Linked DNA regions of Zea mays: all the other regions are linked to region 1. The links are chromatin contacts, called in public Hi-C maps. All regions are on one chromosome and are shown on one strand. The core of a region is the stretch at or near the end of the contact, and the rest is flanking DNA. Distances in the headings are between cores, read along the strand shown.

The links. A called contact is a pair of places that touch in the nucleus more often than the background predicts.
Region 2: a contact with region 1 is called in a Hi-C map of leaf, with 9 times the contacts expected there. The contact joins the promoter of LOC100193157 here to the promoter of LOC100279193 in region 1. A contact is called at or near these places in 3 of 25 Hi-C or Micro-C datasets (all in leaf).
Region 3: a contact with region 1 is called in a Hi-C map of leaf, with 5 times the contacts expected there. The contact joins the promoter of LOC103646078 here to the promoter of LOC100279193 in region 1. A contact is called at or near these places in 3 of 25 Hi-C or Micro-C datasets (leaf and tassel).

What each region holds. Positions count from the first base shown.
Region 1 is chr2:18,966,052-18,970,342 of Zm-B73-REFERENCE-NAM-5.0, reverse strand. It overlaps LOC100279193, which reads right to left and starts at 2,189. Exons shown (of 9, transcript NM_001152217.1): 1 at 2,067-2,189; 2 at 1,406-1,700; 3 at 1,239-1,295; 4 at 1,055-1,163; 5 at 261-445; 6 at 93-181. The coding sequence starts at 1,558.
Region 2 is chr2:19,219,695-19,223,985 of Zm-B73-REFERENCE-NAM-5.0, reverse strand. It overlaps LOC100193157 (Pseudouridine synthase family protein), which reads right to left and starts at 2,356. Exons shown (of 15, transcript NM_001358669.1): 1 at 1,986-2,356; 2 at 1,142-1,494; 3 at 667-790; 4 at 444-558; 5 at 188-348; 6 at 25-96. The coding sequence starts at 2,075. It overlaps LOC100284225 (anther-specific proline-rich protein APG), which reads right to left. Exons shown (of 5, transcript NM_001157120.2): 3 at 4,197-4,291; 4 at 3,824-4,100; 5 at 3,226-3,713. The coding sequence ends at 3,484.
Region 3 is chr2:19,111,592-19,115,882 of Zm-B73-REFERENCE-NAM-5.0, reverse strand. It overlaps LOC103646078 (lysine histidine transporter-like 8), which reads right to left and starts at 1,768. Exons shown (of 5, transcript XM_008670803.3): 1 at 1,258-1,768; 2 at 1,034-1,170; 3 at 468-895; 4 at 233-364; 5 at 1-149. The coding sequence starts at 1,649.

The sequences.
Region 1 (4,291 bases), core at 940-3,439:
AACAAAAATAGTTTGGCAATAAACAAAAACCAATGTAAGGAAGATGTAATTTTCAGATTTGGAAACAAAGAACAAGAAAGTAATTGTCTTACCCACATCGTAAATTGAATTCTCCATCACAATAAACACCAAAAGATTCTAGAAGAAGAGATAAGGTGGCTGTGAGGGTCTTTATGATCACCTGCAGGTGCAAAAAGGGCATAATTAAGTCTTGTTTTTTACTTCTCCAATAGAAGAATTTCTAGGGCTTGTAGAAATACATATTGGAAGATTCCAAATTTGATAATCAGGTAGAACCGCGTCCCCAGTCTCCAGGGCTTCAATACATAATTTACAGGAAAATGATGGTGTATGATTCCCTTCTCGGACGTGTGATGCAGTAGAGACTGCCCAGAACCAGAGCCACCTTCCCTCTTTAAAAAGGCTATTGTTTTATCTTCCCCACCTACATTTGTTCAGACATAATAAACACATACAATCGAAGAAAACAAAATATGAAAACTGCAAGTGCACCAAACAATATATATCATGAACTGTATCAGAAAGACAAAATGTAAGGGTTTGATTGGTTTAGCTGCAGAGGTACATACAAGAAAGTAATTTAGGACAAAAAAGATTGCATTGTTCAAAATTATGTTACATTCCTACTCTTTGAAATTAAAACTCCATTGGAAAAATACAGGCAGCTAAGAACACAACTACAGCGAAAGAGCCTCTAGTCGAGTTGGTTAGATGGTCTGAGTAGCACTCCTGGTCCTGGGTTCGACTCCCCGTGGGAACGAATTTTCAGGTTGTGGTTAAAAAAATCCTCTCGTCTATCCCACGCCAAATCATAGGTCTAAGACCCGGCCCCGATCGCGGTCGTTCTCACATGGGCTACAGTGCCGCTGTATATGGGTGGAGCAGAGGTTCGGGGATTTTCTCGACCTGTGTGAGAAGGTCTTCTTCTTAATACGATGCCTCGGGGCTGTCTTACCCCCCGCAGGCCGAGTTTTCTTTTAAGAACACAACTACATATTTTCTCAAAATAGCAATGCCTATAGGCATAACTTACCTAAACATGCAGTAATATATCTTCCAAAGCAGTACATTGCAAATGCTTCATAACCATCACGTAGGATGCCACAGTAAACGCTTGTACTTGGATTTATCAAAGAAATACACTGTTGCAAAAGAAGAACATTAGGCATGCTGATGGAGTAATGTAGCACATACATAAAGTGTTTTAGAGGCCTTACTGACTCAATTGCATAGCAAGGGACCATGAGAATAACACCCAGTACAAATTTTTGTTCCTGTACAAGTAGAACAGAACCTAAAACAGTAAAAATTATGCTTTACCATAGTTCTGATAAACCGAATTATGCAAAAATTAAGATAGGATGCAAAAGTAGAAACTAGAAACCTCTGGATTGTTGTATGCTGAGAGATGCTCAAATATCAGGTACGTGGAGAGCGAAAGCGCAAGCAGCATGAAGAACCCAGCAACTAAAGTAGCCCATGTGGGTGCGGAGTATTGTGCCATCAAGGGCACTAGGAGCCCAACGTTGAGCCTCATGGTGACAGGCAACACTTCTTTGAACCGGTATGCTTTCAAAGTCCGTCAGCATCATCCAGCATCACCTTCCTGACCGAAAGCTGGCACTTCAATCCAAATTAAAGGGATCAAACCTCTTGGATCCACACGCCCAGTCTATTATCTGCAATGATGCAATGAACTCAAAAGTGTGAAATCCTGAACCTGTGAAATTCATTCCCACGAACTGAACGACGATCTATGAATGAAGCACAAAACATCCAAACGCAAACAATCTAACTAGTCCCGTAGAGTTGGTATGAACTGAATACAGTACAACTACGTTGAGATCACCAACATGGCCAACCCGAAAAAAGGGGCTGCAACAGACCAGAATTAAAAACGAAATCGCATCCGCGTCAGATCGCTCAATCTCCTCCGAGAAGAAACAAAAGGAACGCGCAGCTACGGGACGGGCAACAGAACCTCCCGTAGGCTTGACCGCATGAATTTGAAGGAATTGAAGGGAGCAGAGGAGCTTGAAAGAAACCTGAACCGACGACTCGCCCAACCGGCTGCGGGAATGGGTGGAGAGGCTGCCCCGTGCCGATTACCCTGTTGGATCTAAGTGAATCCAGCGTCGCCGCGCGTGATTTCCCGCGACATGGACGGGGAGGTGGAGAAGGGCAAATCGCGAGAACGAATTGTGACGGCGTCGCCTCCCTGTTTCCTCTTTCCTTTCCCGTGGACCGCCGGTTTCCGCAGAGGCGACGACGTGACGCCAATTGGCTTTTGCGCTGGCCCGTGTAGCGTAGGAGTATACATGTGGATACGGATCGGGCTAGCCGGGCGGCCCGAAGCACGACGCGAGTTTGGCTCGGCCTATATCCAGCATGGCACGTTGCTAAGCTCCATGTCGGTCTGGCCTAGTCACCAGACCGTCTGGGCCCAATAGGCGGCACGGCACGGCTCAATTTTATTTTTTCTATTTTTTCATACAAATACCTATGTTATACTTAATATAGAATATAAAATAAAATAAAGCATATATGTTTTATTAATTATATGGTTCTAAATGTGTTTAGAGTTAAAAATATGATTAAAACCCTCATATATATACATATTTTTACCATTTAAATGGCATAAACCGTTATAGGCCCGTTAGACTCGTCGGGCCGTGGGCCGGTCCGCCACGATTATTAACATATCGAGTCGTGCTTGGGCCTCACTCGTGGCCCGTGGGCCAGCATGGCATGGCCCGCTATCTCATCCGGGCTGGGCCGGCACGATCTCTATTCGTACCAAGCCTAGCCGTGCCTGGGCCGGACCGACCCACCTGGCCCATTTGGACATGACTCTATAGTGTGTGGGCATTTCAAAACCGGAACTCTGACCTCAATTATTTGGGTTTTAGGGTTCAAATTTCGATTCTCGACTGTTGTATATTTAGAGTTATGGTTTTAATTACTTTCCTTTAAAATATGAATAGAAAAAATAATCTAAAATATAGAAAAACTCTTAGCATGTCATGATATTATTATATGGTCTATGAACCTATTAACTAAAAATTATGACCTCATCTTAATGATAGTATAATTATATGTCTATATGCTATTTTTATTAGTCACTTATTGTAGTAATATTACTTCTACTTAAATATTCATTGCATACTTTTCAACAAAAGCCACTAATCTATCTATTATTTGGTTTATTCGGTGGAACGAATAGATCGAACCGAAATTATCGATCTTTTGGTGTCCAGTTCCTAAAATTACTTGGATTCAACTCAGTTCTCATTTTAAACCTGCAATTTGAAAAATCTGAATAGACCGAACCGAATTAACCTAATAGACTGAATGCCCACCCCAATTCAATCTATATAGAACAATATCATGTGTATCTTTTGTCTCTATATCTCTTTTACATTTTTTTCCTAAAAATAATTATATTTGTCTAACGGTACTTTTATATCTCTCTACCTTAATACTCCCTACATCTTCATCTTAATTTATAATTCGCTTGACTCGTCTTTATTCATTTTTTGTGAAATATAAAAAATAAAGTCATACTTAAATTGTATGAGACACGATATAAAAATTAATAATAATTATAATTTTTTAATAAGACAAGTCGGTCAAACTTGATGTAAAAAAGTTAACAAATTATAAATTGAACCGGAGGGAGTATGTATGTTAAGGACATTTTGTTCTAGATTTTTTACATATGTATTTGTTATATCCTCAAATATCTTATACATATTTTAGTTTTTCTTAATCTATTGTTTAAAGTGTAAAAATAGATAGATAAGAAGAAAGATAAACTCTATATAGAAAGAGGATTAGATAGTTGTTGAGCATCGCCGTGGTGGCGACGCGGATGGTCCGGATGTGAACATAATCAGTTATGGTTCCTGATTTTTTTGTGGGAGTTGTTAACAAAATCTACGTGTCGGGTATCGTAATTAGAGGTACCTAGATTACACCCCTAAACACGCTTAACCTCTAAGCTACCGTGGGACACATTCCCCGAGGTCAAGGAGGTATGAGTCACGATTCGCGCGAGCCCCCGCTTGGCGGTTGCTCAAAACTCCGCCTCGCCCGAGTCTGCCCTCAAGCGAGGGTAGCTCCCGGGGAAATCCTCATCTCGCCCGAGGTCCCCTCTTCACGAAACAATGTTTTTCGCCTCGCCCGAGCCCGCCTCGAACAGGAGGACAAACCCGAGCCCGACCCCAGTCAAAGGTCACGAGAACCGTGGAGACATGGGCATTCAATGCAA
Region 2 (4,291 bases), core at 1,107-3,606, 250 kb before region 1:
TAGATGAAAGATAACCACGCACACCTTCAAATATCTTCCACCAAGATATGTAGGTGATCTCAAGCACGATATTAAAAGATGGCAGGGTTTAAACACCTGAAGAGGCCAGATTAGTTGATGAAAAAGTTCTTGGAAATTTTCCCATTTCCTACAACAAAACAATATTATGGTAGTAAAAGATAATAACCTTTTCAGGAGGCAACTGAAATGCATTACAGAATTCTTGATCTTGGATGCCCTCAAGACTCTTGTAGATGAATGAATCTGATTCACTTGTTTGTATAGGGTTGCCATCTGCTGAATTCCTTTTATGGGCCTCATTCGAAGCATCACCTCCTTTTCTTGAATCTATGAGAAAATCACAAAAATCTTCAGACGGATGAACACTATGATCCATCTTAAGAATGTAGTGTGTCAGAAGATGAGAGCCAGTATGATGAAACCTGGTTTCCTTTTACGGCTGTGCTCATTTGGCAATAAACTATGAAGCTTTTGTGAAGCATCACCATGAGTATATGTTAAGCGGATTCTAAATGAATTGTTACCATGTTTAGCATTCTGCAAAAGTTCAGTTAAACATGTTGGGGTTAGTGAACAAGCAACTATAAATTTTAGAATGTGGTGTCACCATAACTACAAAGAAAATGCAGTCAGGAAAACACATACCATTAGTTTCTCGAGTGATGGTGCTATCAAAAGTCGCAAGGCTTCCTTCACTGACATTGTTTGTTGTGCAAACATTTTGTCCTTGAACCAATTCTCATTGCCATATTTTTGTTTCATATATAATCTGTTCAGGTAAAAGCCAACTTATTATGCAAACATTTATGTGGTATCACATGGCATTAGAAAGATAGACAACGTATGCCCATGTGAATTTGAACAACAGAAAAGGAATTGATTTACATTTAATTGTCCATTAAGAGTTTAAAACTAAATATAGGTCATTGGCAGTGCTGGCTATGATTAAACCTTGTCTAGTGAACCAAAGTTATGATGATATGCTTTACACTATATGATGGTTTCTGTACACACTTATGGAACTCTGACATGATTAACACAATGATATCTCCATGAGTAACCAATAAAAAATGGAGCAAGAGGATAAACGGAGCAGATATTTTTAGCTAGAGATGATTACCTAACTGCACGCTCATTGGCGGCTATAACCGGCGGTAGTGAAATTTCTAGAGAAAACTCATCAACTTGGTAACTCTCCCCGTGCACTGCTTGAGATATTACTGAAGACATGTTGTCAATATGAGAAATGCCATTAGGTGTCTCCAGACCTTCATCTCGATGGAAGGTTGGGAGCAATACTCCCAAGCAGACAGAGCAATATGCATCATTCATCGATAGACATGGACATGACCCTCCTTTTATGGACTCATCGTGTTCTTCAAGGAACGAATGCAAAACTGATGCCGTAAGACATGCATATGAGCAGGCACTGCTATAGGCTCCAAGCAGGCGAAGGATGCAACGCACACAGACCTGCAATACGGCAGACTGCGCATTATTTTTATCCAATTCTGAATAAAGCATCAGCAGATAGGGTGCGCAGTACTGAATGACAGAAGAGCTTGAAGATAGAGGGGAAAAAACTCCGAAAGTAATGCTTACTCAGGGCACAGAAGAAAGAGTGTTCCTCTCCACTGAACAAACAGCAGTCAGAATTTGAAACCGAAAGAGGCCACATCACAGAACAAGGGCTCTCTTCCTTGTAGGTAAATTTGAAATATAGAGAAACAACTGCACTGGTGAGCAAAGTTGCTCAAACATACCAAGCCGATAGAACTAAATGCTCCAAGAGCACACGAAAAGCACTAAATCCAGCATTGACAACAATAAAAAAAATAGCCGCAACAACTGCTGCACTAATCAAACGGGTTCGTGCGGAGGTGACAACGAATGATGGAAATCAAGCAACGATTAGCGAACACTCAACACTCCAGTAGCACATGAACAAGTAGGAGCAGCCGTACCCCGACGGAAAGGAGGTGGTGGACGGCGTGCAGCGGTGGGAAGGAAGACTCCGCGGCGCGTTCAAGGATGTTCCTGGCCTCCGCCTCCATGGAGGTTTGGAGCGAAGGCTCAAGCTTAAATCCTAGCTGATTCCCCGGTGCCCACTTGTGCCACGGTTTTGCTGAGAGTGCAAGGCCGTCAGTGAGTCAGTCAGGTTACGGTTGATCTCGTCCCAGTAACCCCCTGTCGCTGGAACGGGAGCGGGCGTGGGACCGCGGCGTGGTAGCGCAAGCGGCGTTCCAGGCACGGGCTCGCGGCGAGGACTGATGAGCCAGGATGGTGGGGCGGGCGATCCTGGCGGCCGGCGGCGCGGTGACGGGAACGGGGAGCGGCCGAGGCAGAGGCGCCGAGCCGAGCGGGTATAGGAGACCATGGGCTGACGGGCTGTAAATCGATGCCAAGTGGGCCAGCAATCATGTCGCGTGCACCTTCGTAGGCTTCAGCGTTTCTACTGTGGGCTGCCACTATTACGAAGGACGTGGGTCTGGGCTAGACGCTTAGCCAAGTGGGCCAAGTGGGCCAGCAATCATGTCGCGTGCACCTTCATAGGCTTCAGCGTTTCTGCTGTGGGCTGCCACTATTACGAAGGACGTGGGTAGCCCAGGCCACATGTGATGGGTCACCACCACTAGTAAATGAGCTCTTATGCTGTCTATCGTGTATCGTGCATATGTTTGTGTTTTTACAACAAAGTAAAATTTAAAATAAGAGATTAGATAAGAGATATAATAAATATATAAGCTGCTGGAGAGAACCGACTTCAGCAGAGCACATACATACAAATTCTTAATAAATTAAAGGAGTGTTTGGTTTCTAGTGACTAATGTTTAGTCCTCCATTTTATTTCATTTTATCCCTAAATTGTTAAATACGGAGTTTCCGTATTTCACAATTTTAGGCTAAAATGAAATAAAATAGAGAGACTAAAAATTGCCTCTAGAAACCAAACACACCTTAAGTATATATAAAATAATTGTGAGCACATCCAATTTTCATTTTGCATCGACACTTCTTCAGTCGAACATCGCTTCGCTTCTGCTATTGAACAAATTGCATACACGCCAATATCCACGCGAAACTTATACGATAGTGCACGAAACGTTAAATAAGCCAGACCAGATACAAAAACCACGCGACACGTAGGCCTGAATATAATTACAGCAAAAACACATAGAGAGAGACACACACACCAGCATCTTGTTTGGGAAGAACATGACAAGCAACAGGTATATATCAGTGCATATAGGAATCTTCGGTCACGAACGCGCCGCCCTGAGAACCTTCTCGACGCCGACAAGAATCTCTACAGCCTTTAGCTTAAACCAATCTCTTAAAATAGTTGCCACACACGTACTTACTGATGCTTATTATTATCATTATTACAGTTGCAGCGATAGTATATCATACGTATCATCGAAGCATGCATGAGCATTCAATCAGAGCCAAAACAGATGCTGCTCATGGCCGCGACGACGGCGCCACCAGCTGCTGCACGTTGATCGGGTGGACGAAGGTCCCGTTGTCGCTGAAGAGCTGCTGCGCCGTGACCGCCGCCAACGTCTCGGTGGGGTGGAACCTGTCCCAGAAGAAGAAGCTGCTCCGGTTGGGGCACAGCGGAGCCGAACTGTTGCACGCGCCCGAGCCGAAATCCCCTGAGCCGCAGCACGCGCGGTCGGGCGTAGTGAAGTCTGTATAAACCATGGAGGTTTTTTTTTCCTTCTTTTAGATGGCGGCAAGGATCATTACTATGCCAGATGCCAGGAGCATTAGTAGGAGTAGGAGTAAGAGTATATATTACTGTTGGGAGGTGTGCTAGCGTGGGTGAATATCCACTGGGCCATCGCGACGGCGTCTCCGAGTGAGTACTTCATGCCGGGCAGCTCGTCTTGGCTGAGGCTCTCCAGCATGGAGCCGATCATGGGGTACAGCTGCCTGGAGAGGTTGTTCGCCGTGCCGAGGCAGCCGAAGCCGTCCACGTCGTGCGTGTCCTCCGCTATCTTCCTCTGCGACGGGCAGCACCCGACCAGCGACGGGCTAACGACGGAGAACATGGTTGCCCCGGCGGCGTACAGATCCTGTAGCATTCCGACGACATCGTTTAGGAATAATGACCATGCCAAAAGTTAATAATAAGCTTCCATGCATTTTGGTACAGATATATAGGGAGTAACCTTCACGTAGGTCGCGTAAAGAGCAACGAGCCCTCCCAGAAACGCGGTGTCGTTGCGGCTAACGTTGCGGTTCTTAGGGTCTGCGAAGAAGTCGC
Region 3 (4,291 bases), core at 519-3,018, 150 kb before region 1:
TCCATGTTGTCGTACACCGGCATGGCGTAGATCTGGAACGTGGTGAGGCAGTTGACGATCACCAGCGTCGTGGTGACCCCCAGCACTAGCCTGGACGTGTCGCGGCTGTGGAACTTGTACAGGGCGCTCAGGATGCCATTGGGAGGTATCTGCGCGTGCATCGCAAATCATCAGTCACTCTCGACGTCGTCCGAAGCCCGTGCGTATGTATGTATATATGTGGTACACGTACCTGGTTGCCGTAAGCCCAGAAGCCACCGATGGCGACGGGGTACAAGCAGAGCGCGATGATGGCGTACGCTACCTTAACCCCCTTCCACATGGGCACATGAGATGGGTGTTTCAGTGTCGACGGCATCGTGCCCTGCAAAGCAACCACACTCTCGTCAGTTCGCCTGCTTTTAACCCTTTTCACCCCTTTTCCCATCCATCGTGCGCCCGGAAAGACGGATATTATCTTGACTGACCTGGATCTCCAGCACGACATTGTGGCCCCTGAAGGCGAAGGCAATGATTCCGAGGCCATTGAGAATGGCGAGTGCGCCGTCCACGTCGCTGGGGGCCTTGACGGGGTCGTAGGACACGGCGGGCACCCTGCCCTTGGCCACGGACACGGTCCAGATCATGGTGCAGTAGGCGACGGCCGCGGTCGCGCCCACCAGGGACACGCCGGCGATGGAGTTGAGGTTGGGGAGCTGCGACAGCAGCACGGCCGCGCAGACGAAGACGAGGTACCACTCCACGGTGGTGGGCGGGCGCGCCGGGCACGGCTCGCCGCACGCGATGCCGAACAGCAGCTTCATGCTGCCGCCGCCGACGATGATGAGCGCCGTGCAGATCCCCGCCGACAGGTACATCACCGGGAGCAGCGCCAGGATCTTGGCCCATCTCTCGCCTGAATGGGGAAACGCGTGTGAGCCACATCATCATACTACATGCGTCGTCAGGCGGCGGCGGAAACACGCATGAAGCTTTGGCGCACGCAAAGACAGAGGAAAGAATCGGCGTGGTTTAGGGAAACGCACGCACGCACCGAAAACTGTGGTGGCGAGGTGCATGTATCGGCTGTAGCGGGTGGCGCCCGCGACAGGCTCGTGGAGCCTGACGAGCAGCCACAGCGTGTAGAGCTGCCACCCGAACGCCAGGGTCAGGCAGATGATCGCCCACGTCCTGCAAAGAAGGAAACGAAACAAGAGCACGTCATATCCCATCTGAGCCAGCAGCAACCAACGAGCAAACATGAATGAAGGCACGCACCATCCGAGCGATGCGAAGGCCGTGGGGAGCACGAGCGCCTGGAAGCCGATGCCGGAGCTGAGGTTGTGGAACGCGGCGTAGTAGGCGTTGCCGCTCCTGGACTCGGTGATGGGCAGCCAGGCGTCCCGCGGGTCGGCGAGGCGCGTGATGTGGCCGACCTCCTCCAGGCATTCCCTGACGCCCGCCACCGCCTTCCTGACGGGGCTGGCCAGCGGCGTCGCCATGGCGCGCAGAGGCGACGCCACGGCGCGCAGCGGCGACGCCATGGCGTGCAGCGGCGACCGCCCGGGCGCCGGGGAGTGTATCTGCGACGGCGGCGTCGACACGGGCGGCGGCCGCGGGGACGGCTGCGCCGACTCCACCTCGCTGATCGCATCCTTGCTGGAAGACATGGCGGTGGCCGGCCTACTGCAGTCTGCAGTCTGCACTGCACGCGCCTGGGGCTGGTACGGTGTCTAGACTTGCCGTTGGGTTGGTTGGTTTGTCCCGACTCCCGACCGGAGCGGTCTGCCGGACGCGAGATTTTATAGGCGGTCTTCCCACTCGACCGTGCACAGACAGACAGGGTTGGTGAACTGGTGGTGAGTCATCGGTGTGGACGCCGTACAGTGTAACACATGCTGCTTTGCAGCTGTGGGTTGGTACGACTTGGGCAGGTCGGGTCGGGTCGGGTCCACGCTTGTGTGTAATGTGGGATATGGGTTCTGACTTGTGTGGGCAAATGGCCCAGCATGTGTTTCTGCTCTGCTGCCCTGCAGGCTGCAGCCAGCGCCACCGACACTGTTAAGTTTCGGTGCGCTAGCGACCTGTGCATCGCGGTGGATCTGTGAGAACGTGACGTAGTACGTGGTTCCTGATTCTTGGTCCCCGTGGGCGCCCTCTACTTCGGATCTTTATTAAGCAGGTCTGTGTTGATGCGTTGCTACGGGTACGGGGTGCGGTTCTCCAACCATCCTTCTTCTGCAACCTGTCAACGGGTCGAGCCAGACCGAACCCCAAATGACCTTCCCGACGCCGTGCTTGATCGTCTTCCGGATCAGTTACAGGAGTTGTTCACCCAGTGGCCAGCAGTGACCATACTGTGAAATCTAGCTCGTCGATCTGCACCCTAACCAAAATAATAATTCGCCCATCCTTGAAATGGTGCATGTTGGTCAGCATCATCATTAGGGCTGCCTTACCGACGCCATTCAAGTTCCAATATCGATACTCGGTGTTCCCGATGTAAGGCTGTCCGCAGCCATGTACTGCGCTACAAGTATCCAGTTCGTTGTGCAGTAAAAAAATATCGCAGCCATGCACCTCACGCCATACGCTAAAGTTAGAGTAGGTGAGAGAAACCTCATTTGTGGAGTCCACTCCATACACCTCACCGTAGTCCTGTTGGGTGGAGTGGGCCGGGCACAGTGGCAGTGTGGCAGTGTGGAGCTGTGAATAGTGTGGGAAAAATATAATATAATATATGGTAGTTGGTATAGAGTAGATATATAGAGTAATTGTGACCGCGGAGAATTGTTGAATAGAGTAGAGAATCTTGCTGACCAGGATAAAATATTCCTTTTAGAGTAGAAATTTAGGGTTACATGAGTGCGGATAGCCTAAGTTCCATTGTGGTTGATGCTGCATGGTGACAGGATCTAGCATGCCGGTAACGGCATCATCACTAGCACTACTCACTAGTAGTAGCATCGAGTTGGATGGATGGCACTGGCTTCGCTGTCGCCTTGTCGCGGTAACGGGGGGAAGTGAAGTTTGTCGTCGGGGGCGGCCAAGATGGCGAGCATCCGCGGGACACGCATGCATGCAGATTGCAGGCTACCAGATCCAGATGCTTGATTGTGTCGGCGGGCGTCCGTGCACGAACATCGATGTTGGAGACGGAGCAGGGAGCACCGAACGACTCCCGATCAGAGACGTAAGTTCCACGCTACTCCATCCACTACTTCCGTTTCCGTGGCAAGGAGGACGATTCGTGGCAAGAGATGTTTGTCGAAGAGCGTCTGCTGCTCGCCATGCTGATGCACTGCCACAGCCGAATGCGGATGATGTGAGTGTGACGGCCGCTGGACTAGTACCTCCCTTGTGAACAGTCGTTGTCAACTGGCAGATACGTGATAAAAAAAATACCCCATGTATGTACAGGTCTAATAAAGAAAAACGTTTACAAACGATTCCGCGCCAACGACTACGAATCACAGTTTGAATGAATGTCGTCCACGCATGTCAAAAAGGGACATGAATCCAATGATGAAAGCAGGAGCAGTTACGTAGGTACACGGTACACCCCCAGTTCCAAAATACTTATATTTTTTTTTGTAAAAACAAATAAATTTTAAAAATATATCTAACGATACTACTCGCATGCCGTAGATATCAATCTTTTTCTGTATATACCTGATTAAAGTTTGCTTACTGAAATAAAAAAATGATATAGAGGGAGCACACGTTCTCCGGAGGCTAGTCGAGGGCATTGACAAAAGGACAAAAGAAATTCACATTCCCCTTTGGTCGCGGTCGTGGACATGCATCGATGGAATGAGACGAACTAATCAAAGGTTAGCTGCCGCCATCTTTGATGGTTGGTGACCAATCAACCGCCGGCGCTGGGTTGTTACGAGCGTTTGACAATGCTTAAGCACACCAACCGTACTACACCGTAGTAGTAGCACTCAGGACTCAATAGGTCAAGCATCTGCATGCATGGGGGCAAGCCAAGTCGAGCCAGCCCATCGGCATCCCACCAATCCCCGTCCCGTGTGTGGACTTGTCAAAAGGCGTGGCGAGGCGTGGAAAACTGGCACAATGAAAACGAACATCGAGCATAGAAAAACTGGGTGGTGGGGGTGATCAAAAGCCGAAAAGCAGAACTTTGTTTGGAGGTCAGTTTCTTCGTTCCTGTAGGAGATAGGAGTGGTTCTAATAAAAAGGCCGACCGATGCGCTATCCTCTACTACGAGACGGGTAGAAAGCGAGCGTGGGCGTGGTCACGTCAACAGGCAGCCGCGCCTGTGCGGGGCCTGGGCTGGGCTGGGCT